2 separate regions of the Mus musculus genome follow, and region 2 is linked to region 1. The links are chromatin contacts, called in public HiChIP or PLAC-seq maps. All regions are on one chromosome and are shown on one strand. The core of a region is the stretch at or near the end of the contact, and the rest is flanking DNA. Distances in the headings are between cores, read along the strand shown.

Evidence for each region. HiChIP or PLAC-seq counts read pairs in DNA pulled down with a chosen protein or histone mark.
Region 2: an H3K4me3 HiChIP or PLAC-seq map of bone marrow-derived macrophages shows a contact between it and region 1, with 2.5 times the contacts expected there. The contact joins two enhancer-like sites. A contact is called at or near these places in 5 of 39 promoter capture datasets (embryonic stem cells, liver, macrophages and 1 more), 3 of 484 Hi-C or Micro-C datasets (the AML12 cell line, bone marrow-derived macrophages and embryonic stem cells), 3 of 115 datasets of contacts at active chromatin or transcription factors (bone marrow-derived macrophages and embryonic stem cells) and 4 of 9 other capture datasets (adipose tissue, embryonic stem cells, liver and 1 more).

The regions. Positions count from the first base shown.
Region 1 is chr4:145,135,391-145,138,639 of GRCm38.p6, forward strand. It overlaps Vps13d (vacuolar protein sorting 13D), which reads right to left. Exons shown (of 70, transcript NM_001276465.1): 25 at 3,174-3,249. Among named protein-coding and RNA genes, the nearest start is that of Vps13d, 58 kb to the right of the region's middle. Within about 2 kb of position 1,536, at least 13 of the 459 cell types and tissues checked have an H3K27ac peak or open chromatin away from gene starts, as enhancers often do. A contact at or near this core is called in bone marrow-derived macrophages, where this site is marked.
Region 2 is chr4:145,298,779-145,302,027 of GRCm38.p6, forward strand. Tnfrsf8 (tumor necrosis factor receptor superfamily, member 8) reads right to left here. Exons shown (of 13, transcript NM_009401.3): 3 at 1-72. Among named protein-coding and RNA genes, the nearest start is that of Tnfrsf8, 15 kb to the right of the region's middle. Within about 2 kb of position 1,538, at least 89 of the 459 cell types and tissues checked have an H3K27ac peak or open chromatin away from gene starts, as enhancers often do. A contact at or near this core is called in bone marrow-derived macrophages, where this site is marked.

The sequences.
Region 1 (3,249 bases), core at 286-2,785:
CCGTCCTCTTTCTCGCTGAGTGCTTTGGCTGATTGCAAGTGGAAAAGTTGATTCCAGAGTCAACTAGTCATTGGTGTTTTCAACTTCCCTGGGTCTGCATGACCCCTCAGAGGCCTGTCTGTGTGTGGCTTCTGCATGGTGAGACAGCCCCTTCTCGCCCATCACAGGTACCATTCCTAGGAGTATGAAAAGTGTGGCTCTCTGGGGCTGCAGCAAAGCTGACTCCTCAGCTTTGAAAAAGTTGAAAAGCCACAGCCTCTGCTTTCTGAGCAGTAATCAAAACGATCAGTAGTGCAAACTTCCTGCATTTGTCTAAGGAGCATTACTAGGTAAATGCTATCATTTAAATGTTTCCACAGTAAAAGTGCCTCGGTACGGTATACTTAAACTCCAGAGAGTTTGTTACTCTTTTATTTGACTTACATCTACATCCTCTCTGCAGTTAGTTTAAATAAATCAATAGCTTGAGGAGATCAACCCCAAGCTTTTGAATGACTCTGACTTAGAAATTATGGTTTAAGCAGAAGCTATGGTTGAGAAAAAGAAAAGACAAACATATGCCAGAATCCAAACATATCCTCAGTAAAACAGGTTTCAGAGGAAACTGTCCCACATGTAGGAGCCATAAAACCTTGGGGCAGAGGGCACCAGTGCTCCAGGGATCTACATGTGCCAAGTCAGGAGTATTTGCTGTTCTTGGGCCACTGGACATTGCAGTAGACACACCCCACATGGGCAAGAACATCAACAGACAAGTATAAATGCAGAGCATAAGAAAAAAGTATCAACTCAGAAACCATCCATCAGCACTGAGGTCAGATGAGCTGAACTGCATGCTAAGTACACCAGATCACAGGGATCTAGACAAAAGACACATGCCACACAGCCTTATGGAATTCCACTAAACAACCCAGGAGTCTGTAACACAGCAGCTTTCCTGGGATTTCTGAATATAAAGTGAGGTCATTCAAGAAGTACTAGCCAGAACTAAAAAGACCTTTAATACAGGCCTTAAGTAAAGCTTTCCTATACAGGCAAGAAGTAACTCCCCTAAAGCAGCCACACAAAAAGTAATAAAGCAGGCTTTGCATACAGCAAAGTATTTCAAACGGTCAGCATTTAGGGGCTTCATTTGTTTTGTTTTAAGTACATGAATGTGAACTGACTACTGAATCCCATAAAGATGTTTTGTTTTATTCAGAATAACAGAGAGAGAGAGGAGAGAGAGAGAGAGAGAGAGAGAGAGAGAGAGAGAGAGAGAGAGAGAGAGAGAACACAACCACATATACCTTGAAGAAAAGGCAATCTTTGTAGGTACTGCCACCTAAAATCAAATCCTCAAAAACAAAGACAAGAAAAATTTTGTCATTAAAATCCGTACTGTGATTTGGCTTAACAAAAATTGGAATCTTTTTGTAAAAATGTCTTGCAGTAGTTTGGCAATTCTTCATCCACAGCTAACTTTAGAGCACACTTGTCTGCCCTTATACAGACTCACATGGCATAGAAATGAGCTCATTCCCTTTCCTGGGAGGGGAGAGAAACAAAACACTGCTGCAGAACTAGATTACCATTTCTGACTACAGTTTACCTCCTGTCTCACACTTAGTGTGATCTCAAAATAAAGATCTATTACTGACACATTCCAAAGAACTCACTGTCAATTCCCATCACACTCCCTACACCTCCAGAGAGGGAGAGGGGCTAGAGACAAACTGCAATCATAAGCGCTATGGAGCTCCTCAATAAAGCATGCACACTGGACTCACAGTTGCCCAGTGTGCACAAGAGAAGATGGAACTCTAATGCATGCAAAAGAGGTCCCACTGCCCCTGACCCTGGGACATCCTTGTTCTCCTCTTGCAGCTCTGTAATGAGCTAGTGAACCTGCTTCCCCTGAGTTCAACAGGCTTTTACATCGACTTACTGGATCTGAGGGAGGGGACTGTGTGAACCCCTAAGCTGTTGCTGGTTAGTCAGAAACAAGAGACACCTGGACCTGTGGCTGGTGTCCGAAGTAGGCCCAAGCTTCCTAACTGCAGGTAGCTATACCACTTGGAGCATGCCCAGCAGGTTACTACAGTTAGAAAATGATGTAGGGAAGGCCCTACATAGCTAGTGCCAGAAGTGCTATGAAGAAACAGAGACTTTAGCACCAATGACAGATCAACAATGGTCGGCTCTTTACTACTATCTTCATTGTTCTGATGAGCTTACAATCAAGGTTGATCTCAACTCCTCAAGGCTTATCTCTTTTCCTAGCAGGGAAACAAACAGGCACTGCAGGTGGGGATTCCAGGAAGTCCTATAGCCACACACAATGATGAGTTTGTACTCAATAGAGTACATGAAGGCTGGAGACTAGCAAGGAGTGGGGAGAGCATGTCGCGAGAATGATGGCATCTCTGCTATCTAGAAATGCCACTCAGACTCCTACAAGGCAGACACCAGTGCCTAGGAGTGCCTCCGAGCTCAGCTCTAGAGTTCTCTGGCTGCTCATGCTCAGAGTCCTAGCCTTCCCAAATACAGAGTGAAAATGCTGGCAAATCTCATGCTGACCCTGAACACCTCCAAACATGGTAAGAAACAAATGCCCAGGTTATTTTAAAATGCAGAGTAGGGCATGATCTAACATTTTACCACTAAGATATTCAGTGTCTGCAGATAAAAACAGGATCAAATCATGAAAACAGCTCATCTAGAAAGGAATGCCTTTTTAAAAAAAATTTACTATTACAGTGTAAGTACATGATGTGTGTATGTGAATAGGAGTACATGTGAGTATCTGAAAGTATCTAATTTTGGGGGTCCATTCTCTCCTTCTACTATAGTTCCAGGGACTGAACTCAATGGTCAGACTTGGTGGCAAGTCTTTTTACCCACTGAGTGATCTCACCAGCCCAGAAATACTTTTATACATGTAGATCACTGTGACAGAGGGAAGGCTGGTCCCACGGGGATGTTGGCTCAAACAATTAATTACAGTTAATGAGGATTACAACTTAACACTATTTCAGTTGAAAGGGTTATTGAAATGTCGATAAAAATGCTAAAGAAATCTCCCAGCCACAGGGCCTCAGAAGTACCAAAAGTCCCTGTGCAGTAGACTAGGGAATTTTCGTTCATATTCAAATGAGAATTAAACTGAATAGACACGGACACTGATGGCTCACCTTATCCTGTAAGGAGAAAGTCCCAGGAAAACCAGCAAAGAGAAATTTGTTCTTCACTTTCAACTTGCCCAGATTT
Region 2 (3,249 bases), core at 288-2,787, 160 kb after region 1:
CGTAGTAGTCAGGTGCACACTGCTTCCTGCAGTGGGCAGGACCCCGTGGGCATGGCTGTGTCGGAGACAACCCTGGGGAAAGCAGCAGGGAAGTTCTAGGCTAGGTTGTCTTGGTAACAGGCTGGCCTTCCACCCTCCATTTCTCATACCTAAATCCCATTCATCTCTGCTTTAAGCGGTTGCATCAGATAATGCTTGTGTTACAGACGGAGGCATGGACCTCGATGGAGGTCACTGGGAACAAATAGGCAGCCCAAGAATGGGGAAGATCTGGCATTCCTGGCCTGCCAACTGACAATCCGTGACCATGGACAATTGCAGCGACCTCACTCATAGTGACAATATGATCTGTTTCTCCTAGAGTGGACAAGGGTGAAGCGTCGGTGAAGTTCAGCAAGTATAGTCTGAGTGCTGGCTGTCACTCTCAGCAGAGGTCCTGATTCTCTGAGGGAACTGGGGGGACTATGGGGAGTTAAGGCCATGAAGATACTGATTCAAGCTGACTGAGAGGCCCTGGAACCACCCAGCAATCTTCCTCCCAAACTTAGAGGACAGGAGATGCAGGATGATGACGGAGGCAAAGGGTACATGATATCTGCCAGGTTCTATCTGTTCTGCCAGAGCCTGTCATGTTTGTTCAGTCACGTATGTTTCCCACTGCTTCACCACAGGTTAAGCACATGACCGAGGTGGGCTAATCAGAACATTTCATTTTTCTCCATCATCGCCTCAGAATAGGCATGTGACTCCAACAGACCAATCAGAACGTGTTATCTTTCTCACCATTGTGATTGGCTCAACATGGGCACATGACCATCAGACCACCAACCGATAAGCCCCATCCCTTGAGCGTTTTTCAAGATGGATGGTCTGGCTTTTTCTACTGAATTTCTGGTTAAAATTGATGAAATCTGGCTTGGTGGCATATTCCTTTCGTCACGACTGGGGAGTTAAATTTCAGTATCTAAATTTATCTACCTGAAATACTCCCACACTCTTCAGGATGGCTATCTCTGTTTACAGCAATCATTGAGTCTCCTGTTGCAGGGCCTGGATCATATTTGGTGAACCTATGTTCTTCTGACTCATGAATAGAAGCTGGAGAGACACCAGGGCCTTCACCATCCCAACCCTGAACAAGGCCTGGGGTCCAGAACACCAAGGAAGGCTGAAGGAGCTCAGGGTTGAGCTCAGGTGATTGTGGACCGTGTTCAAGTTCCTTCTCTGGCTTCCTATGAGGTTTATGTGCTACTGTGGGGAAAGAGCCAGGCCTCCTTTGTAGTGGCCTGAATCATAAGTGCTGTTGGTCATTTTATGAGGCAGGCAGTGAGTTGTCACCACAGGTATGTCAGCAGAGAACTGGGAAGTGACTGTCAGCAGGTGGCAAGGCACCCCTCCTAGGTGAGGACAGACAGGAGAAGACCTCTCAGCCTCTCAAATTCAAAGGTTTTCCAGCTTCCTCTACCAGCCCACCCACGTGCAAACCCTGCCACATAGTTGAGCGCTGATTTGAGAGGGCGGGCAAAATGTCAGAAATTTCCCCAAAACACGGAAGAAGGGGTTTTTCTGGTTTTCCTCTGTGGCTTGTCCGGAAGCACAGGGTCAATAAAACTCCAGCAAAACGCCCCGCCCACCACAAAGACCTGAGGTGCTCAGCCACTTTCAGCACTGAGCCTTAGAGGAAGTGAGAGGAGGGACCAGCCCCTGTCTGTAAGTCCCAGCTGTTAAGTGGAGAAAGCCTAAGACCTGGGGGTCATGCTCACAAGTGTCTTTCTCTCTCTGACTGGAACTGTGGCTTCAGAACGTCATGGCACTGTGGCCACACCTCTCTGTGGACAGAAGGGCAAAAACCGACCAGAACAGAAATGCAGGAAGCCAGTCCCTTGCAGCAAAGGAAGGCTCGTAGAGGTAGTGTCTCAGAGCTGCAATAGGATGGAGATAGCAGAAAGGGACACGCAGGGGTAAAGGAAACAGACAGCACCAAAGGACCAGAGGCCTGAAAAAAAAAAAAAAAAAAAAAAAAAAAAAAAAAAAAAAAACGGGAGGAGCTGGAAGAAATGACCTCTTCCAAGAGTGATCTTGCCATTGGATTGAAGGGTGGGTGGGTGGGTGGGTGGAGGGAATAGATGAGGAGCAGGACTAGATGAGAGGATGGGGAGGTGGGAGGAGACCACTGTGGACTAGAATTGCTCACACGCCCCACTCCCCACCCCCAATTATAATGAAACCCTTAACTTTAATTTGGAGAGACAGAGGTTTGGGAGCTCACTAAGGATAAAGGAGCCCACCAGAAGCCCTAAACCCATGGGATGAGTGGGTCTCTATGAAAAAGGAGTACACACCATGGAAAGGTGGTACGGTCAGACTGTAAGCCAGGAAGAGCTCTGGACAGAAACCTAATCAGGACAGAACCTTGTCCTTGGGTCCTCCAGTTTCTAACTAGGGGAAAGCAATGGTCTGCAGGACCCCAAAGAGGAATAGGGAAGAGAATGAGCTGGATTGGGAGGCAAGTAGGGGGCAGGAAGGAACCCAAAAGAAGCTGGGTATGGTAGCACAGGCCTGTAATTAATCCCAGCACTGGGAGAGGGCAAGAAGCAAGAGGATCAGGAGTTCAAGGCCAGCATCCGCTGCCACAAAGTTCAAAGGCAGCTTAGGCTACATGGGATTCTGTCAAGCTGTCATCAAAGGATCATCACAGGAACATTTAATTTTGTTCTTGTTGTTTGGCTGTTTTGTTTTGTTTTGTTTTGGGAGACAGGGTTTCTCTGTGTAGCCCTGGCTGTCCTGGAACTCACTCTGTAGATCAGGCTGGCTTCAAGCTCACAGAAATCCACTTGGCTCTGGCTGGGATTAAAGGCTTGCTCCACCACCACCCAGCTCAAATAGTTTTCTTTATGTATATGTGTGTTTATGAGTGTATGTCGTGTGTGTGTGTGTGTGTGTGTGTGTGTGTGTGTGTGTGTGTGTGTGTGTGTGTGTATGTGTGTCCTCAGAGGTGTCAGATCCCCTGGAGCTGAAGTTCACAGGCAGTTGTGAACTGCCTAATGAGGTTGTTGGGAACTGAACCTGGGTTCTTTGGAAGAATAGGAAGTGCTCTTAACCACTGAGCCATCTCTCAAGGTCCACAGAAATATTTTTAAATCATTTTTGGGAATAGACGTTATTAAGTTCTTTCTCAGATACATCATCTGGTAACCCGTGCAAGACTGCTCCATCAGAGAACACAGGGCTAAGCAGTTGTCCAAGCAT